6 separate regions of the Mus musculus genome follow, and regions 1, 2, 3, 5 and 6 are each linked to region 4. A link is a contact called in public Hi-C, HiCAR-type, HiChIP or PLAC-seq and promoter capture Hi-C data. All regions are on one chromosome and are shown on one strand. Each heading gives the region's core, a stretch centred on a gene start, on an enhancer-like site or on the middle of the called end of the contact. The rest is flanking DNA. Distances are from core to core; before and after follow the strand shown.

Region 1 (2,833 bases), core at 283-2,782, 450 kb before region 4:
GCATCCCCACGCTCTTCTAAGGCTAAGTAAGCAGGATGAAAAACTCACATGCCAACAGAAACCAAACACAGCTTAAATGCAACAAACAGTCTGAGAAGCACCTGCCAGTAGACATGATTGTAACTTGCCAATTCTTCAATTAAGGACAAGAGGAAAGGACAGGTTAGTAGGATCATTTCATCTCCGGTTTCATAATTTACCCCTAAAAATATCAAAGTAAACAAGAGGCTGAGACAAATAAGATATCAGATGGGCCGGGCGTAGTGGCACACGCCTTTAATCCCAGCACTTGGGAGGCAGAGGCAGGCGGATTTCTGAGTTCAAGGTCAGCCTGGTCTACAGAGTGAGTTCCAGGACAGCCAGGGCTATAAAGAGAAACCCTGTCTGGGGGGGGGGGGGGGGGAGAGATATCAGATGGGAGCCTAAAAATAAAAACACCAGCCTAGACCCCACGAGGGAGATTCTGATCTAAAAGGGCCCTAGCTATTGATGTAAAAGCCTCCCGGGAACTCTAATGTGTAATGAGAATTGGAAAACACTGCTTTATGTCCCAGTAATTACAAAAGAAGCTGTCGCAGCTGTAGACATAATGATGGACCAGAGGCAGAGCAGACTAAACTGTCTGAAGGAGATGGAGAGGAACCAGGAAAGCATCCTGCTGCTGCCTTTACAGTCGAGCAGAGGTGCTCCCCTCTACAGCGTAAAAGGATATCCTGGCGTCATGAACCTCGATAACACAATCCACCGACTTCAGACTGCTCTGCATCTTCTTTAGTCCTAGAAAATAGAGGGGCACTAAGGAAACAGCCAAAGGGGGCAAGTTTAAGTTCTCCTAGGGGAATACATCTGAGAACCATCAGTGCACACAGGGTTAAAGGAGGCAGCATTCTGAGCCACGTTCCACGGTGCCCCGATGGTTCTGGAAGGTACATTTCACACAAGATGGTCTTAATCAGGAAGTTCCTGATACTGTGCGGACTTAATACCCTCACTGCACAGAAACACTGAGGCTCCGCACCGCAACTGCCACCTGTCCACTCACACTCCCGGCGCCTTTTCTGCCACACACTATAATCTCGCATGGCTGCGGCAGCCAAGACCACAGCAAACAGCAGCCTAGGACCGCACTACGTCTACAGCTGCCTGGGGCCAAGTTGTGACCTATAAACTCAGACATCAGCTTGCATGTGACTTAAAGGGACCACTCAGTGCGTCTCAAAAGTATCAAGCACAAAACAGCTCTCCAACCCGATGCCAGGAAGGCGAACCAAGGAACCGCCAGGACCGGCGCCCGTGCCGCCTGCAGCCCATGCTGGCCTCACCCTTGGCCATGTGGCCGGGGAACCAGCGTGCTACATCGTGACCTTGCAGAGGGAAGCACTCGCGCCAAGCGCCCCGGACGGCACCCCATGCCTGCGGCCACAGCCTCATGTCACTGGTGTCGGAAGAGTTCGCAGTCGGACCGCCTCCGCCAGGGCCTGGATCTGCTCACAGGGTTCCGGCGCGCCTGGGTTCCGTGCGCGACTGCGCATGCGCCTGACTCGAGCACTCTGGGATAAGCAGGGGCACGGGGTTGGCCCGGTAGTGCTCCATTCTCAGGATTCCTGAGCTTATGTGAGGTTCTTTTCAGGGATTTGAAGATAGTCTCCTTTTTTTTCTTTTGGAAAGACGATATATATATATAAAATATTATATTTGCTCTTATGTTGTGGTTGCGCACACTTTTTATCCCCAGCACCAGAGGCAGAGGCCAGTAAGTGGCTCTCAGTGTGCTTGAGACCAGCCTGGTGGATTCCAGAGCCAGTGCTACATGGTAAGACAGAGAAAAACAACAACAAAAAGACTCAATTTCATTTATTTATATTTTTTCTCATTTTTAATAGGTATTTTCCTCATTTACATTTCCAATGCTATCCCAAAAGTTCCCCATACCCACCTTCCCACTCCCCTTTTTTTGCCCTGGCGTTCCCCTGTACTGGGGCATATAAAGTTTGCAAGTCTAATGGGCCTCTCTTTCCAGTGATGGCCTACTGGGCCATCTTTTGATACATATGCAGCTAGAGACAAGAGCTCCGGGGTACTAGTTAGTTCATATTGTTGTTCCACCTATAGGGTTGCAGTTCCCTTTAGTTCCTTGGGTGCTTTCTCTAGCTCCTCCATTGGGGGCCCTTTATATTTTTATTTGAAGTGTCTGTGTATGCCATGTGTTAGCGGATACGCCCAGAAGCCAGTGGATCCTCTGGACCTGGAATTACAGGGGCTTTTGAGTTGTTTGACTGGGTGCTGAGAATTGAACTTCAGTCCTGTGCAATAGCAGCAATCATTCTTAACCTCCAAGCCATCTCTCCAGTCCCAATCTGGAGATTTTTCACTATATTCCAAATCTTTCAGGTTTGAGGATATATAGCATGGAGGATAACAAGCTGGCCTGGCCTAGCATGCCCAAGATTCTAGGGTTTCATAGGGAAGCCAGAAGAAATTGGGCTGCTGGCAATGAAGATGTGGCTTCTCCATGGTGGGAAATTGGCCTAGAAATTTAAACTTAAAATCTAGGCACATTTTTCTTCCTTTTGAGACAATATCTCACTTTGTAGCCTACGCTACCAAAACTCAGGCAGGTGTGACAGCACACACCAGTAATCCTAGCATATGAGAGATTTGAGGCAAGAGGGTCAGGAACTCAGGGTCAGCCTGAGCTTCATGAGGCAGTCTAAAAAAAGTCGTCTTTCTCCCTCGTATACTCATATAAATCAATGTAAGGAAATTGAGTTGTCCCCTATCAGTTCCCGGGCCTGCCTTAGAACTTTCAAGTGTTACACACACACACACACAC
Region 2 (3,104 bases), core at 252-2,751, 440 kb after region 4:
ACACACATGCATCCTATAGCTGCTGCTTCCCATGTTCAGGATGCCAGCCAGCAGCTAGCTTCTATTCATGAAGGGTGTATGCATCTGCAAGCCAGGTTAGCCATTGACCTCAGGGTAGAGATCCCCCCTATCTCTGTAGACACAGCCACAAGATAGGACTACTCTCAGCCAATCTTATCTTGAGCACTGGAGCCTGAGAACTGGGGAAATGCGGGTCCTCTGCTGCAGACTCTCTAGGGAGAGGCCAGAGCAGGCTGCACAGGTTGAGCAGGGGTGCAGCCAGACCTGCCTAGGGAGGAGAGGGCAGCCATCAGCAGGGTGGGGGATGGCTTGCCTTGGAAGCTTTCAGGTGGCTATTCTGCAGCCCCTGAATGTCACCCCATTATAGGCACTCCCTGTACTAACCAACAAGAGAGGGGCACCAGTCACACGGGAGGCCATATGTTAAGTCACATGACTTGTGCATAAATGGCTTCTGGCACATCTAATGAAGACATAATGTCAGCAGGGTAACTGTCGAAGGAGGAAGGGCTCTGCTCTGTGGTGGGAACCCAGGGAAATCCGGGCTTTAGGAAGGGAAAAAGTTGGGTCTTTGAAAGCAGAGCCCTTTTCTGTTCCTAATTCCAGAATGAAGCCTGGCTGGAGCAGAAGAGTCACAGCCTGATTAATGCCTAATCATTTATCAGGCAGTGACAGCGCAGTGCCATGTGATTCTGGGTTCAGGTGGCTGTTCTGCGCTGCAGAAGCCCCTGCAAAGGGTATACAGGTGGTCTCAGGAGCCAAGCCCAATGCGCCCCTCCAGTAGAGGCACTGGCCCTGGAACTTGTATCTTCCACTCCCCCGCAAGGCGCCTCGCCCACAGCAGTGTTTCTACACCCCGCAGTCTCGCAGCTGGTCTCCACCAGCCACTCCTATAAGCCTTGGGCTTCCCCCCTCTTGTGACAGGTGAGGCCATAGCTTAACTGACCCCCTTAAACGAATCACGATTCTACAAACAGTCGAATTCAACAGTGCGTCTGAACAAAGAAAAGTGCGTTAATTATGGCAGATGTGCGGAGTTTCAGGCAAGGCTTCCCGTGCGTCCCGGCCGGCACCGCAGCCCCTCTGCGGGGCCGCACGCTCTCCTGCCCCGAAAGTCACCGCGACTTTGGGAGAGAGCCACTTTCGCACCCAGACCGGCGGCCAGCTGGCGCGCCTCGAAACCCCGGCCCAGCAGAAACTGAAAGCGGACGCCGGGCTTTGCTGCTCCTCTCGGAGCCTGCATTGGAACCTTGAATCGGTGGAGGAGTGTCCCGGGAGATTCCGAGGAGTCCCGGGCCCGCGACCCTGCCCCGCTCACTTTTTCGTGCAATCCAGCAGGATTCCGGCGAAGCTGCGCTCGCCACAGCTCACGGTGACCACCAGCGCGCCGTTGACGACCTGTTCCACCCGCACCGGCAACCGGCAGCCGGCCCGCGGCTCCATGCTCCCGCCGCCTCCGGAGGCCGCCCCCGCCCGCCACCGCCGCCGCCGCCGCCGCCGCCGGGTCAGCCCCGCGTGACGCCGCCTGACGTCACAAAGCTCTGTGTGCCGGCCGCCACCGCGGAGCTAGGCTGGGGCGCGCGGCCGCGGGCTGCGCTCCCAGGAGCCGGAGGGCGTGGGGCGGTCCGCCCGCAGCGTGCGCCCACAGCCGGCTCTCAAAGCTGGGCTTGCAACGCATTGCGGGGGCCCCACCGGGCGGGGAGAAGGGTTCGTTAATCTTGACGCCACGCAGGCTTGGAATGCCCCCTAGGAGGCCTTGCCAGGAACCGAGGGGTAGCGGGGACACTCCCCGGGTCCAGGCCCTTCCCCCACTCTGCTTCTCTGGGTTCCACCCCGGGCCCCACCTCCTTCCTGATCCTGTCCCGGGGCCACTCCCTGAGCCCGGCGCAGCCTGGGGCCCTTCCCCCATGTAGTCTGGGGGTCCCCTGTCTACCAGTTTGTGCTAGAGGACCCCGGCAGCGTCTTCTACGCACGACTCCTGTGTCCACTTGGTACTTGAAAAAGTCTGTGGACACGTGTATTTGAAGCGAATCAGGCCTGGCAGAGGAGACTCCGGGTGCCGAGGGACACCAATGGGGCCCTTACAAGAGGCCTAGTGTCACCCTCACTACAGGGCTACCTGGCACTGGGCTACCCAGGTGTGCTCGGCGCCTCCTAGGAGACTATAGTGCTCCGGTCTGTTTGAGAACCTCGCAGGGCGCGGGGCTGGCCAGCACTAGTGTTGGCAGGATTATTCTATCCAGAGCTCTTGCGTCTCCTGGGACTACTCGCTGCAGCACTCCTCGCTTAGTGTACAGTATGAAGAGCCACCTCCCATGAGCAAGAGCCAGGCTCCCCGGGCGTGTGCAACCGGGCCCGCGAGGGCAGCCTGGCCATGAGTGGGAGGTGGCGGCGCCCGGCGGACGGCTGACCGCCACCCTAGACCTCCTCCGGTTTCCGCAAGCACTTGCACTCTGAATCCGGATTCGGAATCCATAACTGACTGCCTCCAAGGGTCTGTCACGTTGCAATGACCAATGGCGTCTGTGAATCGGGCCCCTAAGGCTGACTTGCATCGCCATGACCCTGCATTGGAGGCACCAAAAGGGCAGAGAGGTACTGACCACGGATCTACCAGGCCCATGTCCTTTTCAGCTGGGGAGTGGAGTTCTTGCCCTGCTGGGACTTGCTTCAGGGCTGCTACCACTGACGCCGCCAAGGACAGCCGAGGCCGCCCTGGCGCCACTTTACCTTGCCTTAAGGCTACACTAGAGCAGATGAGAAAGTCTGGGCGGAGTCCAGCTGAGGGGCAGTCCCCCTCCCACAAACGTCTGTTTTCCTCACTCCTTCTCTCCAGAGCTGGGTGCTGCAGATTTTGGAGGAAAAAAAAAAAAAAAAACGCTGGCTACAGGAACCATTCCCAGCTCAGTTCCAGGTGGAGGGCTGGTGGGAGGCTGCCCACTCGCTCAACCCAGATACTAAGCATCTGTGCCTGAGTACTGGGGATGCCTGCTCAGTACAGCCTACAGCAGGACATCCCCCTCCCCCCAGCCAGTTCAGTAGCTTCCAAGCTGGGGACATCTATAGTCTGAGCAACTGTGGGG
Region 3 (3,065 bases), core at 92-2,591, 260 kb before region 4:
GTGGGGCGAGGGGCTGTGTCTTTTAGCCTCTACCCTTAGGGTTCCATTCTTACCGCGACCTGGAGTCCGAATTCATTCACAGGATTAAGTAGAAAACACAATCTTTATTTTGGTAAGAACCTAGGTTTGAGATGGGGATGGGGACAGTAACAGGGGTCGGGGTAGACTGGGAGTCGTTTCTGGAGAAGAGGACTGATAACAAAGCTTTATTGGCGCAAGTCCCCAAGGATGCCCCGCTCGGAGGCTGCACTGCCCAGAATGAACCCCACCGCCAGAGAAACGGTTTGGTCGAAGGAACCTCGTAGATGCTCCACGTGCTGGTTCAGGGTCGACAGCTGGTCGCGCAGAGGGCCCAGAACTGTTGAGATGTCGCCCAAGTGCGTCAAGGTCTGCAGCAACGCGGTATTCAACGACTGGGGAGCAACCTGCGGGGAAGAAGCACGGCCCTGGGAAAGGCCAGGAGGCTCATTCGGGGTCTCCACGTCGTGGTCGGGGGTTGGCGTCGGGGAGGATTCGAAGGTATGGCCCGGCTCAGGAGGCAGAGTGTCGGTGCTCGTAAGAGGAGGAGAGCTGGTAATGCGGTGGGCACCTGCAGACTTCGTCGTGGAAGAACTGAATCTGAGCGCAGGGGCAGGTTCGTCATTTTCCGCAGCCAGCGGCAGCTCGGCCTCTACGAGAGAAACGCGCGGAACGTACGGAATCCCAACTCAGGGCTCCGCCCCTCCCCAGGAGACCCAGACCCTTCTTGCCCACATGGCTGCTCCTACCTTGCTCCACCGGTGCAGGTGCGGGTGCTAACGCGGAGAGGGACGAGCGGCCGCGGCGCTGGGGACGTCCAGGGCCAGTAGAGCGGCGGCGAACCCTCGGCGGCCCATCGTCCCCCAATAGCCCCATGAGTTGGCGGATCTGGTTATCGAAGGGTCCGGACGGCTGGCCCTGGGAGTCTCGGAGTTTGTCCTTGAGGAACTTGTAGCGACGGCGGCACTGAGCGGGCGTGCGCCGAACTTGCTGACGGGCCAGTGCGGCGGACACGCGGCGGTAAGTAGGCAGAGTCTGCCTGCGGTCCAGCAGTAGTGAGCGCCACATGGCCGGCTGCAGCAGCGTGCCCAGAAGTAGCTCCGTCTCTCGGGCACTCCAGGGCGTGCGCTGCGCCGAGTCCGGGGACACGGGAGCCTTGGGCGAGCCGGGTTCAGCCATCCCGCCCGAAGTAGCGAAGGCATCAGACGTAGTCACCGGGACATCCCCGGCCGACCGCAGCTCAGCGTCGGGGCTAGCTGGCGACGGCGGAGAAAAAGCGGGCAACCTCCGGGGACGAAGCAGCATCCCTGAGCCAGGTAGAGGTGCGTGCACTCCAAGGCGTGGCCTCACCAGAGAGGAGGGCTCCTCCAGAGCCGCCCACACACGCTCTAAGGACCCCGCACCGCCCTCTGCGTCTGAACCTGGTCGTTGCGACCCTCCCATCGTCTAGCCGCCCCGCCCCCTCGCCTACCTAGTTCCTCTTGGCCTGTGCCTTGCTTATTCTAGCCCATCCCCTTTCTAGTCCTTTCCTTAGGGACCCAGGACCTGAGAACGGAGTTTTTTTGCCCTGCTACACAAAACAGAACGTGTAAAAATTTTTTTACTAAAAAAAAAAACCCAAAAAACCATTTAGGGCTAGAGAGATGGCTCAGTGGTTAAGAGCACTGACTGCTCTTCCAGAGGTCCTAAGTTCAATTCCCAGCAACCACCTGGTGTTTCACAACCATCTGTAATAGGATCTGATGCCCTCTTCTGGTGTGTCAAAAGACAGCGATGTACTCATATTAAGTACATACATACATACATACATACATCTTTTTAAAATAAGGCTTATTTGTTATTATACCTAAGTACACTGTAGCTGACTTCAAACACACCAGAAGAGGGCGTCAAATCTCATTACGGGTGGTTGTGAGCCACCATGTGGTTGCTGGGATTTGAACTCAGGACCTTCGGTGAGAGCACTCTCTTACCTGCTGAGCCATCTTTCCAGGCCCAAATAAATCATTTTTAAAAAGCATTTAATCAAGGTACAATGTAATAAGATCGAGTGAAGAGGGCAGATGGGAGGAGTCAGCTCGTTTGTTTTTGTTTTTATATTTGTGCTTCGCCCATTAGTTACTACTCATAAACAGCCTGTGAAAAGCTCCAGAAACACAAAACTCTGGCACCTTGTATGGCTAGTGCACCAGAATGTGTTGTTTATCTATGCAAATTGTAGACCCATCCTCTCCATTCTGCTCTGGCTGGGGGCTTTGGAAGATGGATGGATACATGTTGTATCTAGTTGACTCATCTAGCTAGGGAGGCCATTTGGGTGCTAGATTTGATAGCGATCAGCGGCTGCTAAATTGGAATCTTAGTTCACACACACTACAAAAAGGAATCTTTCTATCTATTAACAAAGGGTGACAAAGTATCAACTCTTCCCCTCAAGATTAAGACTAAGAAAACGATATTCAAAGTTCGTCTGAGTGTAGAATTCTTGGCCAATGTAGTCAAGACAAGAAAAAGGAACATCCTAAAAAGATGGCAAGTAAGTCCCTAGTAGCCCTAGTTTTACAGAGATCAGTGAAGTCAAAAGGAGTACCAGTCTGCCATCTTGCTTCTGGGACTGTGGTGGTCTCCTGCTGTGGGACCGAAGACAACAATGTAGCGCAAAGATTAGCGGCTGTTTCTTTAGTGATTTGTGACTAGGGGCTTGAACAAAGACCAAGGACCACTGGCTGTGTTCCTCATGACTGGGGTAGGCCAGGTCATCTCTACTTGCCATTCCAAGCCTAGCTTCCTGGGGACAGTATTCTGAGTTACAGCCTGTTGTTTTCAAGGTGTTTATCACCTGGTTCAAGCCCCCCATGTGATGGGATCTGGTGGCTCTGGGGACAGGCAGCTGGCGATGGTGGGACCTTTTTGTCCATTCAACACACCGTGTGGTCATCTCGAGCTTACTTTCAGTCTAGTGGTCTTAGGGTAGTTAAACTCCATCTGTGCTGGAGGCTTCCCTCAGGTACAGTGCTCAGGACTAAGCTCCAGGCTCAGCACAAGGC
Region 4 (2,849 bases), core at 154-2,653:
TTGATTTTAGCTGCACTAATGGGTTTGAATGTGGGAGGCATTTCTTTGTGTTGTTTCTCTGATTACTGGCAACGGTGGCGGCTGCACTCATTCCCTGCTCACTGGGTAGTCAAGTAGCTCACGTTGTCAAGTGTCTATCCAAGTCTTTGGCATCTTCTAAAACTTGCCTGTGATTTATCCATTGAACTCTTATATAATCTAGACACAGGTCTTGTATTAGATTTTATTATGAATGTTTTCTTCTAACCTGTAGTCTACCTTTTCATTTTCCTAACAGCTTCTTTCAAAAGATCAGAAGACTCTACTTCTGAGGAAAGATTTTATCTGTTTCTCCCTCTGTGGTTTTTTAGTTTGCGCCTGCTAAGGTCTCACGGGCTCATGTGCTGACTCATAGTCCCAGCAGGTGGCGCTATTTCGAGAGGTTCGGTATTCTTTAAGAGGTGGTGTCTGGCTAGAGGAAGTAGGTCACTGGGGGCGTGGCCTTGGGGACTGCGGCTTTTTCCCTTAGATCTTGTATACACGTTTGTCCTTCTGCACGCCGTTCTAAACGCTCATTTAGGATACTAGAGTCAGCTTTGTCTTTGCCTATACGCCTGCTAACCTGCTGCCCACCTGCTGCCCCGGGGATCTCCATCATTGCCCACCGACCACTGCTTCTCAGCTGATGAAGCGCAGCTCCTCCTGCAGCTCCGGGCTCTGCCCCAGCTTGGACCTCCAAGACTACTATGTCTTAATGAAAGTCATCTCTAAGAGTGATCCTCGAACAAGGGCTCTAGAGCGTTTGTGGCGTCCCCCCACCCCACCCCCCGCATCCTTCCTGATCCCAGAACTGCTCCAATTCCAAGGCTTCTTGCCCAGGCAGCAGCTACAGGCGGGTCTACTCAGTCTTCACTCCTCAGATCCCTTAGATAATGTCACACATGTAGACCCGCCACAGGTGGCCCTTGCAGATAGAAAGGGGCACGCTTTCTGAGGCTGGCAACTTCCCTGTCCGACTGGTACCCAGCAGCCCACCTTCCTGCTCTGGTAGGCATCTTCTGTTAGATCTTTTTCCTGCATCCGTCCAGCCCGCGCTTACCGGAGCAGGGAGGTTTTGTGGAGTTCCCTTGTCTTTCTGTGCCGCAACAGAGCAGGACACAGAAACATGGGTGGATGGATGGGAGGTGAGCGCAGCCTGGCAAGGAAAGTGAAGACAGCATGGTATGGGTGCCCTGGGTGCCAATTCAACACTCAAGAGTTCTTGACCTGGCCTCACTCGGTGTCCATCAGTTCCGCTCCGCCTGCTTCTTGTCTACTTCCCCGCCCCCTTCCCCTCCCTACTCCCAGCGTCACGGACTCCTCAAGTGTAGCCCCGCCCCGAGCTCCCGCGTCCTTGGTCTGGGCCCCGTCTCTAGGCAACCGCTACTGGTCCAGCAGTGGAGCTGTATAGTTGAGGGCCTCCAGGGCCATGGACCTGATCATAACGCAGGAACTGGCCCGTGCCCGGAATCAACAAGGTGGGTCTCACTCTAACTTTGCTGATGGGAACCCCTTGACCTAAGTAGAGTGGCACAAAAGTCCGTGATGCGATGCGGTGGATACAGTTGTTGAACCCTGGCCTAGTCGCTGAGTGGGGATGGTTGAAAGCAACCTGGCCAGGAATTCAGACCCATATTTCTGTGCCAGAGGAAGGCTCTTCCAGGGACTGTGGACTGTGTCTCTCTGACATACCTATGCTGGGCCCCTCTGCTGATCCTCTGCCCGATAGATGCAACTGCCCTGCGAAGAGCTTATGAACTGATCAAGTCTGCAAACCTGGGAAAGTCGGAGCTTGACCCCACAGAGAGCTTCAGCCCGGACCTGTTTGTGCTGTGTGCAGAGCAGGCACTCAAGGTGAAGCCCTTGAGTGACTGGCTGTCACTGGCACACAATGAACCTGTCCCCACCTTCACATCTTTGGGTGTAAACGGCACAGGGTTAGGGTGGATGGGACATTTGATGAGTGTTGTGAGTATAGAAATGACCAAGCTAGCCTCACCAGTGACCCAGAGCGCCTTCATCCTGGGCATCTTCCTTCCTCTTCCTGGCTTCAATCTCCTACAGATGAAAGAGCCTGAGATAAGCGAAGACTGCATCCAGATGTACTTCAAAGTGAAGGCGCCAATCACTCAGTTTTTGGGCCGAGCGCACCTGTGCAGGGCCCAGCTTTGTGCCCCACAGTCAGAGGAAAATGTGGTAAGACTACCCCTCTCCACTTCTCACCCCACCTCCAGGGATGGCAGCAAGGCAGGTCTTAGAGAAGCTTTAAAGCAAAATGGGACTGAGGAACCAGAGTCTCCTTCACAGTGATGCAAAAAACATCGGCAGTTCCCATTTGTGCTTTTCTCTCCGCTCGGTACTCGCCAGGTGCCTGACATGAGTCCATATGACCTCCCACCTCTGCAAGGGGGTGCTATGACCTTTCTGTCTTCTCTCCCCCAAAGCCCTTCCTGGGCTGGGCAGAGCGGGAGGTGGGAGAGTCTGGAACCCACAGGCACAGCCAGCTGTGGTTGCTCAAGGGTCTTCGCTGTCCCCGGACTGTGCATAAGCTGGGGTGAAAACCAGTTTGCATTGGATGCCAGGAATGAAGATGAGCAGCAGTGGGTGCTGGGGTGGCTAGTTGGCTCACCTGGGTATTCTTTGTGCTGTCTTAGGAAGAATTTGAAAATTGCGTGACACAGTACATGAAGGCCATAAACTTTGCAAAAGGAGAACCGAGGTAGGTATGCTGAACTGTCTGTCTGCTTCTACTTGATTGCATAAGACTCTGGTGCCCACAGAAGCAAGCGATGTCATTTCTCTTTCTGACATCCATCCCTTCTCCTTTCTGT
Region 5 (3,269 bases), core at 84-2,583, 290 kb before region 4:
TACTTGGCCTACTTAGGAGATGCTCTCAGTCAGCTGTGTCTGGTTCCTCCCAGGTCAAGCCAACCTTTGCACCCCCGACACCACCAGTCAAGCCCGGGACTGGAGGGACGGTGCCTGGAGCAACTCAGGTGAGCCTCAGAGGGAAGGGGAAGGGGAAGGGGAAGGGGGAGTCCATCTTGCAGGAACCCTCCTGCTGACTGTGGCACTGTTTCGGAGGGTGAGTGGCTGTTTTCATTTTCTTAGCTGGTAAGTTTTAGTGACATTTGAAAAAAAAAAAAAAGAAAGAAAAAAAAATCCTCAATAACAGGCTTGATGTCTGCTTTATAATTTGCCAGAACTTTCCAGTGCTTGCGGCTTTCGGGGGCTATGGAATTTTCCTTTTCATATGGCTAGTCTACAGTATATATGAAATGCTAGTACAGTCATCTTGTGAGGTCGGGCCCATTCTGTTGTTAGGGGAAGTGGAAGTCTAAATTTAAAGAACTGGCAATGGGTATTTTCAGCTGGACCTCTCTCTTATCAGGTCCTCTTTAATATCGATTTCCTTTTTTTCTTGGCAGGGAGCTGGTGAGCCAAAGGTTGCTCTGAAGGTCCCCATCCAGAAGAGGTGACCAGCTAGGGCACCCCAGGGCCATCGTTTGTGGACGTTTGGAGATACCACTGCTCCTATAAATGTGTTCCTTCAGCAACACCACAACCACCACCCAGGCTGGACCTGCACACGCTGTTCCTACCTCAGGAATAATCTTTCTGTGGCTCTTGCTGTCCAGATGCCCTCATGAACCAGTGGCCTCTCACTGGCCTTGGCCAGCTTAGACCATACATCTGCGTATGCTAGTTGCTAGGCAGGGGCGGTGTACCCTGCAGTGGGCGTGATCAAGTCTGTCTGTCTCTGGGTGGACAGAATGCCAGGAGTCCCCTCCCAGCAACTTCTGCACTGGCCCTCACACAGTGACCTCTCTCCAAGGCACAGTTCCTGTATCTACATCCCACTCGTGTATGAGACTTAGGAAAGGAAAAGACGTCGTTCTTGGGGTGTTGGGACAAGAAGTTGCCGTCATCTCCGGATTGAAACAGATTAGTTGTTGAAATTATGACTAAACACTATTCACTAATAAAGATTCTATTTTATCAATAGATTATAGATCACATTCTACATGGCAGTTTGTTTTTATTACACCAGATCAAACAATTTCACCTACCATCTCCCTTCGTTTTTTAACCATCCACCTTGATTCAGCCCGATCTCTGGGCGTGCAGGAGGACCAATCCTTCCTGGGATCGAGGGAGGGACCAGCGCGGTTAGGGCCCCGCCCCTTCCGGCTGTGCCGCGTCTCCCAGCAACGGTCCAAACCCGCCAGGTTTCTTCCGCTGTGTTTCTCTGCTGCACACCCACTTCTCTGCCATGCTCAGTGCTTCCAAGCCGAGCTCAGCTTCGTTCCTGCCAACGCCTGGGGATATTCATAACCTCTGCGCCTGGCTGGACCGGCTCCCACTCAGCCGCCCCAAGCGCCACTTGGCTCGGGACTTCAGTGATGGTGGTGCGAGTGAGGGCGAGGCGCTATGGGGCGGATGATGAAGAGGACTCAAAGCTGAGGGCCACCCTTGCCTCCAGCCCCCTAGTACGGGTGTGGGTGTTGGGGGAACGGAGCGGTTCTTGAGTCCAGACTCGTGCTCCTTAGGAAAGGTAGTAGCAAACAGGGCCTCCTGTGGCTCTTCCAGCTCCCCCTGGGCTCTCACGCTGTATTAGCTTCCCAGGCCATCCTACCACTTGGTCTGACCTGGAGTCTAGGTGCCGTGCCAGACTCGGGGACAATTATGGGCTCCCCAGGAAAAGCTCGTGTCCTTCCCACTCCATTCCATGCATCTCATGTGGTCAGGGATTACAGTTGCAACCCAGGGTCTTGACCAGGCAAGCCAAGTTCCCCTCGCATTCCCACAGTGCTGGTGGCCGAGATTGTGAAGCACTTCCGCCCTCGGCTGGTGGACTTGCACAGCTACGTCCCAGCCTGCAGTACAGACCAGAAGCTGAGCAACTGGAGCCTTCTCAACAGGCAAGGCCTGGGAGCTCAGCCCACCTAGGTTGACCCCGGGATGCTCTCTCCAGCCATGGGTCTCTGACTGCCTAACTGTGGGTCCTTGCCTATAGAAGAGTACCACAACCAGGGGTACTAGGGCACTAGTACCCCTAGTACCACTCCTGGGGGTGCTAGGGCAGCCTATCAGCTAGCCTGCTCCCTTACGGATCAGTAGAGTTTTACTTCACCTCCCCAAATGTCCTCAGACAAGACTCTGCCTGTGTATAATAAGTGATCTCAAGGACAGAGTCGGGCAGATATGTCTGATGTAGTCCAATCACAGAGGGCCCTCGGGAAGTGTCTGAGCAGAGCAAGGTGGAGAACCTGTGTGGGCACCCCCAAAAGACTGGCTCAGATTGGAATAGAAACATTGCTGGGCTCAGGCCTGGGTCTAATCTCATGGGCTTATGTTTGAGAGGGAAGAGATGAAAAGAGACCTCAAGGGAGATGATCATGCTGAGAGGGCCCAGCTGCAGGTTTCCAGGTACTGTTGAGCTGTCTCAACAGGATTTACCGAGGGCAAGCCAGTAGAGAGATGAGAATGAATGCAGAGAACATGGCCTGATAGAGCACCCCATGTTCTGCGATCTCCTGAGACATAGCTCCAAAGGCCAAGAATGAGATAGCCATGCGCCACTCAAGTGCAGGGCACAAAGGGGCTCTCTGAGAAAGCAAGATGCTGCCCAGTGGCTGGAAGGCATTGCAGGGAGCATAGAACTTCAGGGAGGGCTCAACTCCCAGTCCTTGATGGTACTGCTTTGAGAATGTGCTCCTACCTTCTTTGCAGGAAAGTCTTTCGCAAGCTGCACTTGTGTATCTCAGATAATGATATCCAAAGGGTGGTATCCAACAGGCCTGGAGTTATCGAGTCTATTCTATGTGCACTGAGGGAGAAGATGGAGGCCAGGACTGTTCATGTAGGCTCAGCTGGTACAGCTGTAAGTGTCTGCACATCAATTCAGCATGCAAGTCTGCTGTGCCTTCTGCCCTTTGCACTCAGTCAGACAATCCGTCTGTGTGAGAATAAAACAGAGAAATGAATGTCCCTGTGGTCCAAAAAGAAATGAAGTCCATACATGAGGCAACAGGCCTCACTTAGACTCATTCCTGACTTTCCTGCTGATCTTCTGGAAGGGGGGGGGGGCTCCCGAATTTCCTTTCCAGCCAAATCCACCTACCCTGGGGCAGTGA
Region 6 (2,904 bases), core at 69-2,568, 430 kb before region 4:
TGGTGGTCTGTTTCTGTTTATATTCTATCTTAGTCTTGAAATAAAGTTTGCTGACTGTTCTATTCTGGTTTGGATTGTTTTCTTTAAAGTATTGAGAATCCAAACCTACTCCATCTTGGGACCAGCCTCTATCTAAAAGAAAAAAAAAAAAAAAGCCTGAGAACTTGACCTACAGAAGAACCCAGGTTGTACCCACGTACCAGGAAAGACCCCATGGCTTGTCCTTGGCCAGCGTTACTCTGTAGCTACTTCCTAACAACAGTAAAACAAAGACTAGCCTGATTGTTTCAGATGCACTTTCAGACCCTTTGTGACTGAATACAGTCGGCTTACAATAGACCTTCAGTTAGATACTTTCCAAGATGGACACCCCCTCTCTTACCTTCCATTTCTTGTAAAGCCCTGTCCAGATGAGAGTTCAAGGCTTCTCTGCCTTCCCTTCCTGTCCTGCTGTGTCAGGGTTGAGTTGGAGGAGAGGGCCCAAGCCTGAGCCTGTAATAGAGACCCTAATACTATTACATCGAAAAGGCTCCTTGGTGGACTTTTGGGGTTCACAAACTTCCCGGCATAACAGTATCAAGCTTGCTTTTGTCTGGAGATTCTGTCCTTTATCTCTATCCTAGGGTTTGCAGGACCAGGGCAAGAATACAAATGAAGGCCTGATAATACTTGCTAAATATTTTTAAGTTATAATTCAAGATAATTTACGTGAACAAAACATTGGCTTTCTTTTAAATTTATGTGAAATCTTCTCATCTTGTAAAATCACAGCTATTTCTAACCTGGTGTTATGAAGCTAGTCAGTTGTCATGTAAAGAATACCTCTGGAGCAGGGTATAATGGCTCATGCCTTTAATCCAAGCATTTGGAAGGCAGAGGCAAATGGATCTCTGTGAGATTGAGAAACAGCCTGGCCCATAAGGAGGGTTCCAGCCAACCAGGGCTATGAAGTAAGACCCTCACACAAAGCTAAACAAAACCGTCTTGCACTTTACCGCTTTATGCTTTATTACTGTATCTGTGATCGCGTCTTCCCGTAGTTTTTCCCCTGGTCAAGAACGAAAGCATACGGCCATCACAGGGGAAAGGGCACAGCCATGTCTCCCAGTCTGGCTTCGTAAACCGGGCACCCGCCAAGGGCACACCACCAAAGTGATGCAATTAACAGACTACTCCAAGAACCGCAGCCCAGCACCCCACGCTGCCCCACCCCGCCCTCTGTACCAGCCCGCTCAGGTCACGGGTCCACCCCTTAAGCTTCCGTCTTCATCCCGCCTGGGATCTGGGGCGGAGCGATTCTGCAGGCGGGGCGATTCTGTGGGCGGAACACATCGTCTCTCCGCCATGGCGGCCCTGCGTGCTCTGCTGCCCAGAGCCTGTAGCTCACTGTTGTCCTCAGTCCGCTGCCCAGAACTACGGCGCTTCGCCTCGGGTGAGTGCGGACACCGGCGGGGTGCGTCACCCCACCCACGTTGGGTGGTTTCTCCACCCATAACCTCTGGGTGGTCCCTAAACCCCGGCCTGCACGCATCCTCACTTGATCCTGGCCCTTCTCTCCTAACTCTAGATCTTTTGTCTGACCCCCTACTTCCACAAGCATGCACTCCCAACACTTGACTCTGAAGTACCTGGACCCTGGATTCGAGTACGCATCCCCACACTAAACCCAGATTTCCTGCAAGTGACCACTGACTCTAGCTTGGTGATCTTCCTTCTGAGCCTCCAACTCCAGCGCTCGACTGACCCCTTCCCAATTCCTTACCCCGTTCCCCGCTCCTCAGTCTGACCTTAGTCTCACCTTACAAGCCCAGCCAGATCCTAGCACCTCGAAGCCATGTCTAGTGGGAGGGCTCTGGGTGTAATAGCTTCTCAACGCTCGAACTTTTATGAGTGTCAGCTGGGAACATGCATGTTGGTTGTGAAATCCCATGTGTTTAGGTAGCTTTAAGAGAATGTGAAAGTAGGTTAAGTAAGACAGCCTGGGTATTGGGAAAGGTTTGTCCATAGTGCCTCCTGTCTAGTCTCTGCTGTTTCCACAGTCTCTCCTGATCGTGTCCTTCAAGCCACCCAATCAGCGTAGCCCATACCGACACACCCACTTTCCTTCCTAGCCAGCTGAATAGTTCCTCCCTTCCCACTCCTTGGCTCAACTCCTCTACAGACTTCTAGTACTCCACTGTGAATTTTTTTTTAATATTTTTTATTTAGTATTTTCCTCATTTACATTTCCAATGCTATCCCAAAAGTTCCCCATACCCTCCCCACCACTCCCCTACCCACCCACTCCCACTTTTTGGCCCTGGCGTTCCCCTGTACTGGGGCATATAAAGTTTGCAAGTCCAATGGGCCTCTTTCTGTTGATGGCCGACTAGGCCATCTTTTGATACATATGCGGCTAGAGTCAAGAGCTCCGGGGTACTGGTTAGCTCATAATGTTGTTCTACCTATAGGGTTGCACCTTTAGCTCCTTGGGTATTTTCTCTAGCTCCTCCATTGGGGGCCCTGTGATCCATCCAATAGCTGACTGTGAGCATCCACTTCTGTGTTCGCTAGGCCCCGGCATAGTCTCACAAGAGACAGCCATATCTGGGTCCTTTCAGCAAAATCATGCTAGTGTATGCAATGGGGTCAGCGTTTGGAAGCTGATTATGGGATGGATCCCCGGATATAGCAGTCTCTAGATGGTCCATCCTTTTGTCTCAGCTCCAAACTTTGTCTCTGTAACTCCTTCCATGGGTGTTTTGTTCCCAATTCTAAGAAGGGGCAAAGTGTCCACACTTTGGTCTTCGTTCTTCTTGAGTTTCATGCGTTTAGCAAATTGTATCTTATATCTTGGGTATCCTAAGTTTCTGGGTCCACTGTGAATTCTTAACCACGTTCTGGGGCAAGGGTTCCTCCTGAATC

What was found. Promoter capture Hi-C pulls out the DNA fragments that hold promoters and counts their contacts. Hi-C and Micro-C count contacts between places; a contact is called where the count stands out from the background. HiCAR-type assays count read pairs that join an accessible place to other places. HiChIP or PLAC-seq counts read pairs in DNA pulled down with a chosen protein or histone mark.
Region 1: a promoter capture Hi-C map of neural stem cells shows a contact between it and region 4. The contact joins the promoter of Mtg1 here to the promoter of Cfap46 in region 4. A contact is called at or near these places in 3 of 39 promoter capture datasets (the 3T3-L1 cell line, embryonic stem cells and neural stem cells) and 1 of 15 datasets of contacts at CTCF or cohesin (the NIH/3T3 cell line).
Region 2: an HNF4G HiChIP or PLAC-seq map of pancreatic cancer cells shows a contact between it and region 4. The contact joins the promoter of Pwwp2b here to the promoter of Cfap46 in region 4. A contact is called at or near these places in 4 of 39 promoter capture datasets (hippocampal neurons, liver and pre-B cells), 2 of 484 Hi-C or Micro-C datasets (CD8 T cells and embryonic stem cells) and 2 of 115 datasets of contacts at active chromatin or transcription factors (embryonic stem cells and pancreatic cancer cells).
Region 3: a HiCAR-type map of astrocytes shows a contact between it and region 4, with 2.1 times the contacts expected there. The contact joins the promoter of Utf1 here to the promoter of Cfap46 in region 4. A contact is called at or near these places in 13 of 39 promoter capture datasets (the 3T3-L1 cell line, the C10 cell line, cranial neural crest and 8 more) and 2 of 115 datasets of contacts at active chromatin or transcription factors (astrocytes and embryonic stem cells).
Region 5: a contact with region 4 is called in a promoter capture Hi-C map of neural stem cells. The contact joins the promoter of Spef1l here to the promoter of Cfap46 in region 4. A contact is called at or near these places in 15 of 39 promoter capture datasets (the 3T3-L1 cell line, 3T3-L1-derived adipocytes, the C10 cell line and 7 more), 5 of 484 Hi-C or Micro-C datasets (embryonic stem cells and regulatory T cells) and 1 of 115 datasets of contacts at active chromatin or transcription factors (SST interneurons).
Region 6: a Hi-C map of uterus shows a contact between it and region 4. The contact joins the promoter of Echs1 here to the promoter of Cfap46 in region 4. A contact is called at or near these places in 3 of 39 promoter capture datasets (the 3T3-L1 cell line, hippocampal neurons and stem cell-derived epiblast-like cells), 1 of 484 Hi-C or Micro-C datasets (uterus) and 1 of 9 other capture datasets (adipose tissue).

Annotation. Positions count from the first base shown.
Region 1 is chr7:140,136,263-140,139,095 of GRCm38.p6, reverse strand. It overlaps Mtg1 (mitochondrial ribosome-associated GTPase 1), which reads right to left and starts at 1,532. Exons shown (of 11, transcript NM_199301.2): 1 at 1,323-1,532; 2 at 713-777. The coding sequence starts at 1,431.
Region 2 is chr7:139,246,879-139,249,982 of GRCm38.p6, reverse strand. It overlaps Pwwp2b (PWWP domain containing 2B), which reads right to left and starts at 1,501. Exons shown (of 3, transcript NM_001098636.1): 1 at 1,340-1,501. The coding sequence starts at 1,464.
Region 3 is chr7:139,942,132-139,945,196 of GRCm38.p6, reverse strand. It overlaps Utf1 (undifferentiated embryonic cell transcription factor 1), which reads right to left and starts at 1,341. Exons shown (of 2, transcript NM_009482.2): 1 at 768-1,341; 2 at 85-670. The coding sequence starts at 1,323. The coding sequence ends at 207.
Region 4 is chr7:139,682,369-139,685,217 of GRCm38.p6, reverse strand. It overlaps Cfap46 (cilia and flagella associated protein 46), which reads left to right and starts at 1,403. Exons shown (of 59, transcript NM_001302546.1): 1 at 1,403-1,496; 2 at 1,748-1,872; 3 at 2,083-2,214; 4 at 2,673-2,737. The coding sequence starts at 1,448. Gm32680 (a long non-coding RNA gene) reads right to left here and starts at 1,164. Exons shown (of 3, transcript XR_389968.2): 1 at 1,079-1,164.
Region 5 is chr7:139,976,819-139,980,087 of GRCm38.p6, reverse strand. It overlaps Spef1l (sperm flagellar 1 like), which reads left to right and starts at 1,333. Exons shown (of 7, transcript NM_001033465.3): 1 at 1,333-1,541; 2 at 1,943-2,054; 3 at 2,866-3,016. The coding sequence starts at 1,406. It overlaps Adam8 (a disintegrin and metallopeptidase domain 8), which reads left to right. Exons shown (of 24, transcript NM_001291066.2): 23 at 54-128; 24 at 561-1,156. The coding sequence ends at 611. Gm16201 (a long non-coding RNA gene) reads right to left here. Exons shown (of 5, transcript XR_389973.3): 5 at 1,108-3,091.
Region 6 is chr7:140,114,835-140,117,738 of GRCm38.p6, reverse strand. Echs1 (enoyl Coenzyme A hydratase, short chain, 1, mitochondrial) reads left to right here and starts at 1,318. Exons shown (of 8, transcript NM_053119.3): 1 at 1,318-1,432. The coding sequence starts at 1,345. It also overlaps a transcript of Paox not described here.